Linked DNA regions of Ovis aries: region 2 is linked to region 1. The links are chromatin contacts, called in public Hi-C maps. All regions are on one chromosome and are shown on one strand. The core of a region is the stretch at or near the end of the contact, and the rest is flanking DNA. Distances in the headings are between cores, read along the strand shown. Region 1 has its middle 100 kb from the start of TRNAW-CCA. Region 2 holds the start of MEIS1 (Meis homeobox 1).

Region 1 (5,626 bases), core at 648-3,147:
GAGGGGGAGGTAGAAGGCCTTGCTAGCACTTAACATTTTTAACTATTTGGCCAAGCTTAAGAATTAGTGATTAGATTAGAGCAAGAGTAGAACGAGAGACCGGAGTGCAGACTTGGTGGGGGGAGTAAACTGTATTTTTGCTGGTTACTGGGAGGGCCTAGGTTGGGGGATGGGAGTGGGGTTAAATGTCATGTGGAAGGTCTGAGAGAAAATTGATAACTCAGATGCAGAGGGAGCTATAAAATGCTTTGGGAAGGCAGAGGGTGTACAAAGAGGAGGATATAAACTGCCTTCAATAAGTTGGAAAATTTCTCCAACCACAACTTGCATTTCTGGCGTGAAGCAGGACTGCTTGCATTCTTTAAACTGTAAAGGGTCATCGAAGAAAAATCTCCTTTTCCGTGCTTAAATGAGAACACATTGCCGTAGATTACCAAACCTAATCAGTTGTGAGCTGAAATATTCTTCTCAGGGTCTGGTGGCCACTTGAAAGCAATTCCATTTTCAAACAGGAGTGCTTGGTAAAGGGACCACCCCCATGCAGAGCTCTGGTCCACGCCCCAGTTCAAACGGGAAAGAGCATGCAATGGTCTTCCCTTCTGCCTCCCCCTCATATCATACCTTAAGCAGTGCTTGGCACCCAAAACCTGAACCCCACACCCCCAGGCTGGCATCTTTACCCATGAACCAAATGTGAAAGTACAACTTCTGTCTGGGCCGTTCTCAAATAATCTACTTGCTGGAAAAACTTGAGTGCATGCAGAGAACCTGGCCTACTGACTGACTAAATTAGAAGTAATCTGGCATCCATAAGGAAAGGCCTCCGTATTCACTGGAGACCTCCAAAGCAAAGCAACTGGGACAACACAGTAAGTGGCTCATCCGCAAATCAATTTACATTGCAACAGAGCAGAGAGCTGCGGTGTACGTGATTTAACCCGTGATTGGAGACTTTGTGAAATACCACGAAATGGTTTCCTTTTGCTCATTTTAATATCAAGCAATCTGGTTCATATGATGTCCCCTGTTAAAGCATCTGCTAGAATGATATTGCTTGACTGGACTATTTTCTAAGGTACACTCTGGATCCTGAAGAGTATTCTTCCTATTCTAAATGGGTCTGTGTGACTTGGATTAAACTAGCACTAACAATTGCATGAGAACACGTGTGTGCTTAGTACTGGTTGTGGCACTTCATAAATGTTCGTTTGTTTATGAGGGTTACATTATTATTAAAGTCATGAGTTGGAAATAAAAAGGAGAATTGACTCTACAACCGAACTTCGAAAAATTGTATGATCCAAAACTACACTGAAATGTATATTTTCTATTTATGTTTGGCATTTTCTGTTCAAAATTAAAATTCAAAGCAGTAGAGCTAAAGAAGGCATTTGAATTATTCTGTCAGTGCGAACTGAGTACACAGCAGTGAAAACTTGGGCCAAAGGTAATGAATGGGAAGCAGCTATCCTAAACAGGTTGCATTTCTAAAGTCAAATGAAATACGTGATATTCTAGAAAACTTACTTTTTATTACTATCATTTTTTAACTTTCCCCTAAAATAACACAACTTCTGCTTTGTCAATAATGCATGCTCAAAACAGATGCAAGCGCATGATGAGGATTTGGGAGGAATTTGGGGACTATTCCATCGCAGCTAAAATGCTTTTCTGTGTCATTTCTGTTGAGATCCATTTGCCGGCGAAATCATTTTTTTCTCTAATATGGTGTGGATCGCAGCAACAGTTCAGATGTAACCATTTAGGAGCAGAGGCCTAACAGTATGCCAGGAAAAAAAAAAAAAATGCACCACAAAGAGCATTGAGATGAATGGCTCTATTTTATGAGCCATAAAAGTTTTATTCATCTTGACACTGAAACAGGTTTAGGCAGTGAGTTGACACGCCTTAAATAAATAAGTGGAATTAATTCGCCAGCCCTTGAAACAATAGCAGCATGCACAGAGCACGGAGAAATGCCCCATTGTTTCCTGGCCGCCTGATATTGATATTATTTGTGTTTTCTGTGCTGCTGCCTCAGGGGCCTGGTTGATCCACTTCAGATTCATCCCCTGTTTTATTAGAGGTTGAAAAAGGTTCAAGACCTGTTTGTACCACAGCTCCCACCGACAGCTAAGGAACCAGTTTGGCGTCTGGTTTGTCTGTTGTTTTACTGCTGACCTTCAAATCAACTTTAACCCCTGACCTCCAGAGGCATCTATCATGACAAGAGCCTGTTTAACACAAATGGTGCCCATTTATAGGGGAAGAGACTCAGAAGATTTCCTTTTTATGAAGAATTTAGTTTTTCACCCCTCTTTTCTCAGTCACCACAGGTGAAATCTCTCTCAGCAGCTGGCTTATGAAATAATGGGAAGGGAGGCCTTAATGAGCAGAAAGCACCCTCAGCTGGAGATAAATATATGCAAATGAGATGCACAAACAAAGGAGCCTGGACAGAGAAATATCTGCAATTCCAGCAAAATGCTGCCTGCAGCTCGAAGATGAACAGCTTTGATAAAATGGTAACAAAAAGCACCTTTTTATTCTCCAGCGTGTTTTACATTGCAATAGGCCATTGTCATTGCAAGCCAGTGGAGCATGCAGGGGTTTTCTGCGCTGTTTCAGAAAACTGTTTAAACATTTGTTTTAAGGCATTCATGAAATATAATCAATGGACTGCTTCTGTGTTGTTGCCATGATTTTTTTTTTCCTGAGTGTGTTTTAGACGTGACTGTCCTTCTTTTACCTGTTGGTCTTTTCATAGTTTCATAGGCCTCTCTCTTTTGGTGACTGTTTCTTCCACAGACCAGAATTTTTTTTTTTTTTAATTTCAATGAAAAGAGATTTCAAGTTAATAACTAGTAGGAATCTGCTTTGAGCCACCACAGAGCAACACCAAACAACTAGTGTTAATGATGGCAATCAAGTGTGTAGAGCTAATTCAGAGATAGGCATGTAACATGCTGATTTTAATAAGCTTTAAAAAGGCAATCTCTAACTTTTAAAAGTCTCCTTTTAATTCAACCATCCTTGGCTCATATGATACCAAAACAAACAAAACCATTAAAATATGTTTTCAATATATAGCCACAGTGTTATTTGATGGTATTTTCAACTAGCATTGTGTTGGGAAAATATTGATTTGATGAGCTTTAAAAATGGAAAAGCTAAATTCATTAACCTATTTATGGGGGGAGCGGTGGGGGGCGGGGTGGGGAATAGAAACTTTTTCTTTTTTTTCTTCAAAGGAATTAAGCCCCAATCCCAGTCTCTTGCCGGAAGACAGGCTGGACCCAGGACAGAGAAATTGCTGCACATGAACATATGTATGATGTTTAGGTTAATAATCAAAGCAGTTAAGGTGAGAGATGTAAGACTAGACACTTTACATGTATCAAAATACCATCACTCTAAAAGCTCTGCAATATTTGGTTTTCATTTATAATCCAATCTTCACATTCTGAGTAAAGATGTACAGTCCTTTACCTAAATTATTTCATCTTGGTTGCCTGGATTGGAGCAGAGACATTTCTTCTGAGTACTGTGGAGCTTTCACATTTTATGTGCATTTCATCAGGCAAATGTCAAATTTGCTAATAACAAGAAAATCTCCTCATTTTTAATCATGCCACTCCTGTTGCATGGGTTGGGGGTGGGGGGAGGAGGGAGTGGAGGAGGAAATATAAAGCATTGAGCAGTCTGACCAAAGAGCAGAAGGAGAAAATGTTTCTTTGGGTTTGGAAATGACACATGCTCGGTTATCTCCATGCCTGCATCAGCACATCATTAAATTCAGAAATTCAGGAGTTAATAGAAACTTGGTTCTATTAGAGATGCTTTTGCCAGCCCAGGTTTGAGGCAGCATAATTATGCTCAACTGCTGTTGTTTGGAAAGGGCAAACAGCATCTTAGGCACAGAACAATGAAATTACAGCTGAGATTTAGGTTAGCAAAAGCCGTCTTCTCTAGGCTTTTATGATTCATTATTTCCCATTAAATACAGTATTAGAAGTGTACACTAGATAGCTCATGGTTGCTGCTCTCAGAGCACATTATCTATATTACACAGGTCTGGGGAGCAGAATTAGAAAACTTTGGGGGAATGAGCAATATGTGTTTGCTGATAGAAGTACCATATGGCTCATCTTCTTCAATTGCTTTCATTGCGACTCTGATGCTGGAGAAATTAAAGTTTTATTTGATGTGGCACAGCTTAATGAACTGTCTTCTGTTAGGAAAATTGAATATGTTTCCTGTTATTTGAGCACAGAGCCTCCATGGTTTGGCTGATGAGGGATGCATTATGTATTGTTTATTTAGCATTTGGAAAACAAAAGCAAGATATTGAAGGTAAAATTGATTACTGCTGGATTGCATTATATAATCAAGTTTTATCCCTTTAAATTTCCCTTTACAATCCTTTGTTAATGTTTTAATATGAGATTGTTCCAGGTTTTTGTCCTTCTGAAGTACAAAGAGCTTGTTGTTTTTTTCCCCCCCTCAGGATACCTTTATTTGTAAACAAGTCACATGAAACTTGAAACCCAGTATTGCTATATTTATAGAGTTTGAAGAACGATATTTGGGAAAGACGAATATAATTCAATTTGTGTGACTCTAATGGCAAAACTTCCAAGTGAGTCCCCAATCAGCTTTGAGAGAATCTAACATTTGCTAGCTGAAAGTGGAATGTCATTTTCTTTTGTTTGAAATAGACCACTTAAGAACATGCCTTATAAGAAGGAAGAAATTTTTGATATTTGGAAATACAAACCCCAAAATATCAAACTTTAGATTTTCAAGTTAGTTGTCAGTGAATGAAAAGTTGGACTCAACTTGTGAATTTTTTAAAAATGAAGTGTACATTCCATGAATTTGATATTTTACTAAATATGATTAGAGAAAACATAATCAAAAATATACTTACATGATAAGAAAACTGAAATGTCATCCATGTGAATGTTCTCTACTCCCTGAACAATCTGCAAAGGTACACATCGAACATTTTGTTTAATTTCCCCTTTTTTGTTCTGGATCTGATTGTGTTTTAGACATAAAATCTGAATGATCTCTAAAAAGACTGAAAGTAAGATCATCTAATCACTGTGTTTCTTTCATTTTTTCAGTGAGAAATATTCCTCGCATGGGCTGGTGACTCAGACACAGATCTGCAACAAGCAACTAGATAAAAAATAGTTAAAATGAATCAACATTTATCTGGAATATACAGTCCTGACCTTAAAAAAAAGTCATTTATCTTCTGTGTCCTGTGATGTTTTGAGGATTCTGGCAAATATGGCAGTTAAACAAACTTCTCTCATAATCTAAATACTGTCTGTTCAAGAGAGGCTTCCAATGTTTATAGCCCATAAGTAAAGAAAAAAAAAAATCTGGTATTTAACCAAGAATAGTGCTCTTGAAAATGTCTTCGAACAAAGTGTTTAAGCGAAACTTTGGCCACGGATATTTTCAATTCCTCATTCTTCTTCTGATTCCCTTTTTCAATGAGCTGTTTTCATATGCCATCATTTCACTCCTGTCCTTGAAATTAACGAATTCATTTCAAGAAATGAACGCCTAACTAGTGACCTGGTCATACAAACTTCCTTGAGAAACAGTTGAG
Region 2 (6,023 bases), core at 3,076-5,575, 250 kb after region 1:
TTGAATTAAGTTTCCCACCCCGACCAGCCCTCGGCCCTCCGATGCACACCCAGGACCTGGAAGAGGAGAAAGGCGCCGGGCGCAGGAGGTGGGAAATCTCGTTCAAGTGGGTTGAGGCCGGCCCGGGAAGCTCAAACTCTGGGGACCTTGGAGGCAGGCGCTCAGCTAACTTGGGGCAAGGATCTCTCTGGCTGTGAGACCGACCGACTGTCAGAGGGCTGGACGACGGATCCTGACCCCAAGGCCCTCAGAGGGCCGGAGGGCTCCTCCTTGTCTCCCGGCACACTTCCCTCTCTTCGCCGACCGTCCCCACCGCCCCCCTCCCACCCCCTAAGAAAGTTCCTTCAAATGTGCCTGCGGTCAGGCCTTTCATTTTGTCCCCACGTAATGGCAAAGCAGCGAGTATTGCAAGGGGCCTAGATGTTGCTTATCTCAGCCCATTAAAAACAAAACAAAACAAAAAAAGCCTCTTCTAATGCCCAAAGAGGTGTCTCGAGTCTTTTATTAGCTCTCACAGCCCGGCTGGGAATTTAACAGTTTGGGGTCCTTTTCAAAGCTTCCCCAAATGTTCTGTCCGGGAGCCTAAATCATTTGCAGTTAACGCTGCGGAGAGGACGCTGGGATTTCAACAAGCCCATGGCACAAGGGACCAGAAGATAAAGCAGAAAGGGTTTCCAGTCGGGGAGGGTCAGTGTTACCTGATTTTTTTGTTTTTCAAAAGAAGAAATAAATAAAAATAAAAGTGGCTGCAAAGTAAAAAGCGGTCCCCCAATAATACATCAGCACACAGTAGGCACAGTGACTTTCAGAGGGTTTTGGTCTAACCCCAGGGCCCGGGAGAACACGGCGTGAACCGCAGCGAACACTACACCGGCCGAGAGCACCCCGCATCTACTTCTAAATCCTGCAAGTTTCGCCCTTAAACACAAAGTCCTAAAACGGCCAGAAGTTTCTTAAGGTCTGTAACAATTCACAGTGAGCTCCTCTCCTCGACTACAGTGGTCAAACTCCATAAATGCAAAGCCTGTTCCCCTTTGCCTGACCTGCAACTGTCCTCCCTTGATTTTATTGTGCGGTGGCAAGGCCAGCATACGGTGGCTGAGTAAACTTAGCAAGTCAGAACAATCAGTGGCTTAAAAGATTTTCCTTTAAACTAAAAGTTTCGTTGCAACACAAAGGCGCCTACGTTTAGAAATCCCCAACACTCTCCCCGAGAAGTCGAGCAAGTGAGGACTCCAACCCGCTGAACTACGGAGCCGGAGTCTGCGGGGGGTGGTGGGAGGCCGAGGGACCTTTGGCAACTTCCGCACGGCGACCCCTCCGCGGGCATGGCCTCGGAGGAGCTGGACACTGGACCCGCCCGGAGCCTGAGCGGAGACGGGGGCGGGGGGCGTCTGGGCTGGCCGCCTCCCCCAATCTCCATGCAAAGAGAATGAAAAGTCACCGAATAATGTACCTCCAAATCCAGAGAGCTCTGACTTTCCTCCTATCGAGGGCAAAGGGAAATGGGGAAAGAAAGCCTCGCCTCGAAACTGCTGAACCTGCTGCCCGTCGTACCTACCCATAAATGGCATCTTTATCTCTCTTTAAAGCGTCATTGACCGAGGAACCCATGCTGGGAGCCATGGCGTTGGTGTGGGCTGTGTGCGGATACTGATGCGAGTGCAGAGGAGGCCCGTGGTTCAGGTGGTGGACGGGCTGCATGGACCTGGCCGCATGCGGGTCCCCATACATCGTGGAGGGAATGCCTACTCCATCCATGCCCCCGTAATGGGGAAGATCGTCGTACTGCATGACAAACGGGAGAGAAACAAGATTCAGAAGGCCAGGCAGGCACATAGGGCAGACAGCAGGGCACGGAGCTTATACAACGTCAGTCCAGCTGGATCCTTAACCCCGAATTCGGGGGCCTGGCCTCTCTGTAATGGAGATTTCTCATTAAAAAAAAAATTTTTTTTAAGGTAAAAATTCTAGGATTCTCAGTGAGACTCGGCTAGATGGAATGGTCTTGCCCTAACTTGTGTCCCTATCAACTAGTCAGAAATTCAGGATCCTTTGGCAAGGAAGGAAGGAAGAAAGAAGGAAGAAAGGGAGGCATTCTCCCGGAGGGCGGAAGGTAAATTGTGCATGTCTCTAGAGGAGGAAATTCAAAATCACAATAATAAAACGTGCCAGGACAGTGCAACAAACCTGCCTAGTTTCACAGCCCCTTCCCATCAGGGAGAATTAAAAAAAAAAAAAGTTACGATGAGAACAGCTAAGCCAAGCACGTGAATTCAGACAGGCTTCTCATTTTATTTCCCTGCCAGCGTGGGGTTAGGCAGTCCTGCAAGACACTGCATTTCCTTTGCTCTCCAAGACAAACTCTGCAAAATCATACAAAACTAACTGCCCCCTTTATAAATGAAACTCAGAGAAGGGTAACTTCTCTTGGACATTAGGGCTGAATTTAGAATTAGCCAATATTACCCCCGAGTTAAAAGAAAATGTATAGTTGGAGCAGTTACACTACATTTTTTCTACTGCTATGAACTTTCTCCCTAAACTAGAAGGCAGTGAGGTAGATGTTAGTCATCAGGTTTAAAGCAAATTTAAAAGTAAATGCACATTCATTCTACCACCCCCCCATCTTCCTTCTCCAGAAAAACTACTTTCATATTGTCATTATTTTTGTGTGCAAAATTTAGCTATTGAGGTTTTTCTCATTGCTTCATTTCAGGCAAGTTCTTTTCCCAAGATTTGGAGGCACCGAGAGTGAAATGATTTTCAAAGAGGAATTGCCACTTTCATCTCCTTAAAGCCAGAGGTGTGAAAAGAGTTTGGAAGAACGCTGACATTTGCCTGAACCAAAGGAGTAAAGAAAAAATGTGTCAGCCTAGTAACTTTCTTTTGCAAACAGCGCTTTGAGGGCCAGGGCACAATTTATGCAAGGAAGGCTTTTTGTAGATCCCCTTTCTTTAAAGAAACTACCTCTGTTGGGTTGTCATTGTCTCACTTTACTCTCACTACATTTCCATTCAAATAGGAATATTGGGGAAATTAGTATTGCATTTTTAAAGTGAATAGTTGTGTGCTTAGTATCCAATTAGTGTAGGGCTTTGCTAAGAAAAACTTACAAAATATTACCTTGTATAAAAAGTCACGTACATTAAAATTACTTTAAAAAGATGAATGCTTTCCGACCCCCCCCAAAACTGTTGTACTATGACAGTTATTTGCTTAAAAATGCTAAACCCTTCCAGTGATATTAAAGAGCATAATCAATAACATATCAGAAGTTTCTCACTGCTTATTTTAGTTTAAAAATAGCTTTAAACTTCTGCTCCTTGAATGTTCAGGCTATATAACATCAAGTATCCAGCGCTTTTTGATTTTTAAACAGATGATTGTCCGAGCTTGTATTTTTATTTATATAGCTGCTGGTTAGGAACCTATAGGAAACTTGATTACTTGAATTAACAATTACATGTAACATGCATAAGTCTACAAATGCATTGACTAAATCCTCTTGCTTTAGGCCACGGCTTTAGGAGCCTCATTCAAAAAAAGACAGAGAAAAAAGGAAACTTTTTAGCAGTGTCTTTCAGCCACGTTTCAATTTAATCTCACATTTGAGTTCCACAATTGTTTTTTAATACGTACCCTTTGCGCCATCGGCCTCCCTGGCTCCCTTCCTACTTCAACTTCTAATATATCCTCTTTAAGGCCAGTGTGAAAAGAAACAAATACGTAAACTCCCCCGGAAAAAAAAAAAAAAAAAAGCACGACGAAAAATCCCTTAACGTCTCCAGCAACGTGAGCTACTGGTCCCAGATCTTCGGTCTACGGGACCTGAAGCAAAGCGCCCGAGTCACTGAGCATAAAAGCGCTCCGTTTCCAAGACAGCAGCAGGGGCAAGGAAAAAAAAAAAAAAAAAGCAGATCTTCTCTCCCCAAAAAATCAGTTAAAAAAAAAAAAAAGCGCGCCCCTCAGACCCAACTACCAAATCTCATGGCTTTCTGCCACTCCGGCTGTCAATCACAGGCGAGGTTGTCAACGTGGTGAATGAATGATCATCCGCTCTGTCTTCTTCTGGTCAGAACACCTCAAATGTGAATATTCAAATGCACAAAGCCCTAGCGTTCGCTTCCCTTGAATCAGTCCTAATTCCTAATCAGTTTCTCTCTTCTCTCGCTCGCTCTCTCTTTCTCTCTCTCTCTCTCTCCGTCTTTGCAACTGCTGCACTGGAGGGAGATTAGAGGAGGAGGTTTAAAAAAAATGTCTGTCTGAGTTTGTCTTAAAGGAGCCACGATCGATGCTGCCCGCTTGCAGTCCCCGTGCGTGTGTAAAGTGTGTGTTGCACAGGCGGAGAGGTGGATTCCGACCAGAATGCTAGAACCCGGAAGTAGTGGTGGCCATAACAGGTCGCGTCTTACACAATGCATTGGGCTGCAGCAAGTAGACTCCTCGGCAGGGGTGGGTGCGCGAAGCGAGCTCTGGCCGCACTGGAGAGGCAGAAAGGCGCTCCATTAAATCGCACGCCCAGGCACAAACACCCACACACCCAGGGCACACGCGCACAAGCGCAGGCAGAAGCCCCCCGCCGCCGGTTTTATTTTCCGTATTCTTTTCTCTCCCTCCCCCTCCAGACTCTCTCCCCAAAGCTCTCTTGAAATAAACCGGGAATAAACGCGGGACAAACCGCAGCGGGAGTGTTTTTTGCACAGGGTTCGGCGGATAGACTTCCTGACTTTCCTCGAAATTATTGGGGTCTGACTGTGTTTTTCGGGTCGGAGGGGGGGGGGGCTGATGCAGAAAGTAGTGGATTCTTAGAACCAATACTCCACGTATAAAAGTCAAACCGAGAGCGAAGAGGAAGAGGAGAGCAGGAGCAAGGCTGCGAAAGGGTCTGCTTAGGAGTTCTGAGAACGTGGGGTGGGGATGGCTGGGGCTTTCTGCAGATCTAGCTTAAGAGTTTTTTGTTTTGTTTTGTTTTGTTTTTGCTGTCAGAGGTGGACACTCGCCCCGAGAAAGCAAATGCTTGTCTTTTCTCATTCTGGGGGTCTGAACCTCCCCATCTCCTAGTCCCGGAGGCCCCAGCCCCAGCCCCGGCGTCCTGCGCGAAGTGAGAGAGGAAGGGAGGGAACAATGAGCCGAGAGCCGGGAATGTGCCCCCAGCGCCTGTTTACAAACACGAAGCTATTTATGATCGCTGGAAAGCGAAACCCGACTCGGGCTCGGAGCAGCCCAGACCTCGCGGATGGAGCCCGGGTCAGGAGCCGCGGGGAGTGAAGCTCTTTCTCCGACCGGCTCCCGAAGAGACGGCCGTGCGCCCAGGGCGCGGCGCGGCGCGGCGGGGTCGGCGCGCTCGGCTAGGGCTACAGCCGCGCCGCCTTTGTCTTCGAGGCGCCGAGGGGCTCCGGCCTCCGCCGTGCTCTTTCCGCGGCGACGCCCCGCGCTCTTCTTCCCGGACCTTCTTACCCTTACTCCGCTTTTCAGTCCCCAGTCCGGCGCAGGGAAAAAACTCCCAGTGCCAAAGAAAAAGAAATTCACTTCAGGGGTTGAAATTTCAGACAAAAAGCTGCCCCTACCCACAACTCGGAGGCCCCAACCAGCCACTAGTGTGAACTTTCTCCTTTTAAATACCTATTCTCCAGTTTAAACAAGAAAATTCCTTTTCTTTATTCTCCCACTCTAAACCTGTCTTTTATTATTGTATTTAGTGGTGCCATTTTCATTTTTCTGCCCGCCCGGCTCTGATATGCCGAGATGGCTCAGTCGTAGCCGCTCGACCAGCGGGCTGGAAACCTCACATCCCGGAGCAGGGCTCGCAGCTCGCTCGGCTCGGAGCAGGATTTTTTTTTTTCCTCCCTCGACAGAAACCTCGCAGAAAACTCCCCCTGCGGTCGACTGGAAAATGAGCTCACCCAAATCTCGGTAGGCAGCCGGGAGGAGGGCTCGACCAATCAGAAGGCGCCCTTGCCAAGGCTGCCGCGCATTGGCTGCGGGGAAAATCAATTATCAAATAATCGATCAGCAGGGAG

What was found. Hi-C and Micro-C count contacts between places; a contact is called where the count stands out from the background.
Region 2: a contact with region 1 is called in a Hi-C map of hypothalamus, with 5 times the contacts expected there. The contact joins the promoter of MEIS1 here to the enhancer-like site in region 1. A contact is called at or near these places in 4 of 16 Hi-C or Micro-C datasets (hypothalamus, mesenteric adipose tissue, omental adipose tissue and 1 more).

The regions. Positions count from the first base shown.
Region 1 is chr3:41,686,959-41,692,584 of ARS-UI_Ramb_v3.0, forward strand. No RefSeq gene overlaps it. Among named protein-coding and RNA genes, the nearest start is that of TRNAW-CCA, 100 kb to the left of the region's middle. Within about 2 kb of position 1,898, at least 12 of the 54 cell types and tissues checked have an H3K27ac peak or open chromatin away from gene starts, as enhancers often do. A contact at or near this core is called in hypothalamus, where this site is marked.
Region 2 is chr3:41,931,717-41,937,739 of ARS-UI_Ramb_v3.0, forward strand. It overlaps MEIS1 (Meis homeobox 1), which reads right to left and starts at 4,326. Exons shown (of 11, transcript XM_060413859.1): 1 at 3,643-4,326; 2 at 1,562-1,788. The coding sequence starts at 3,654.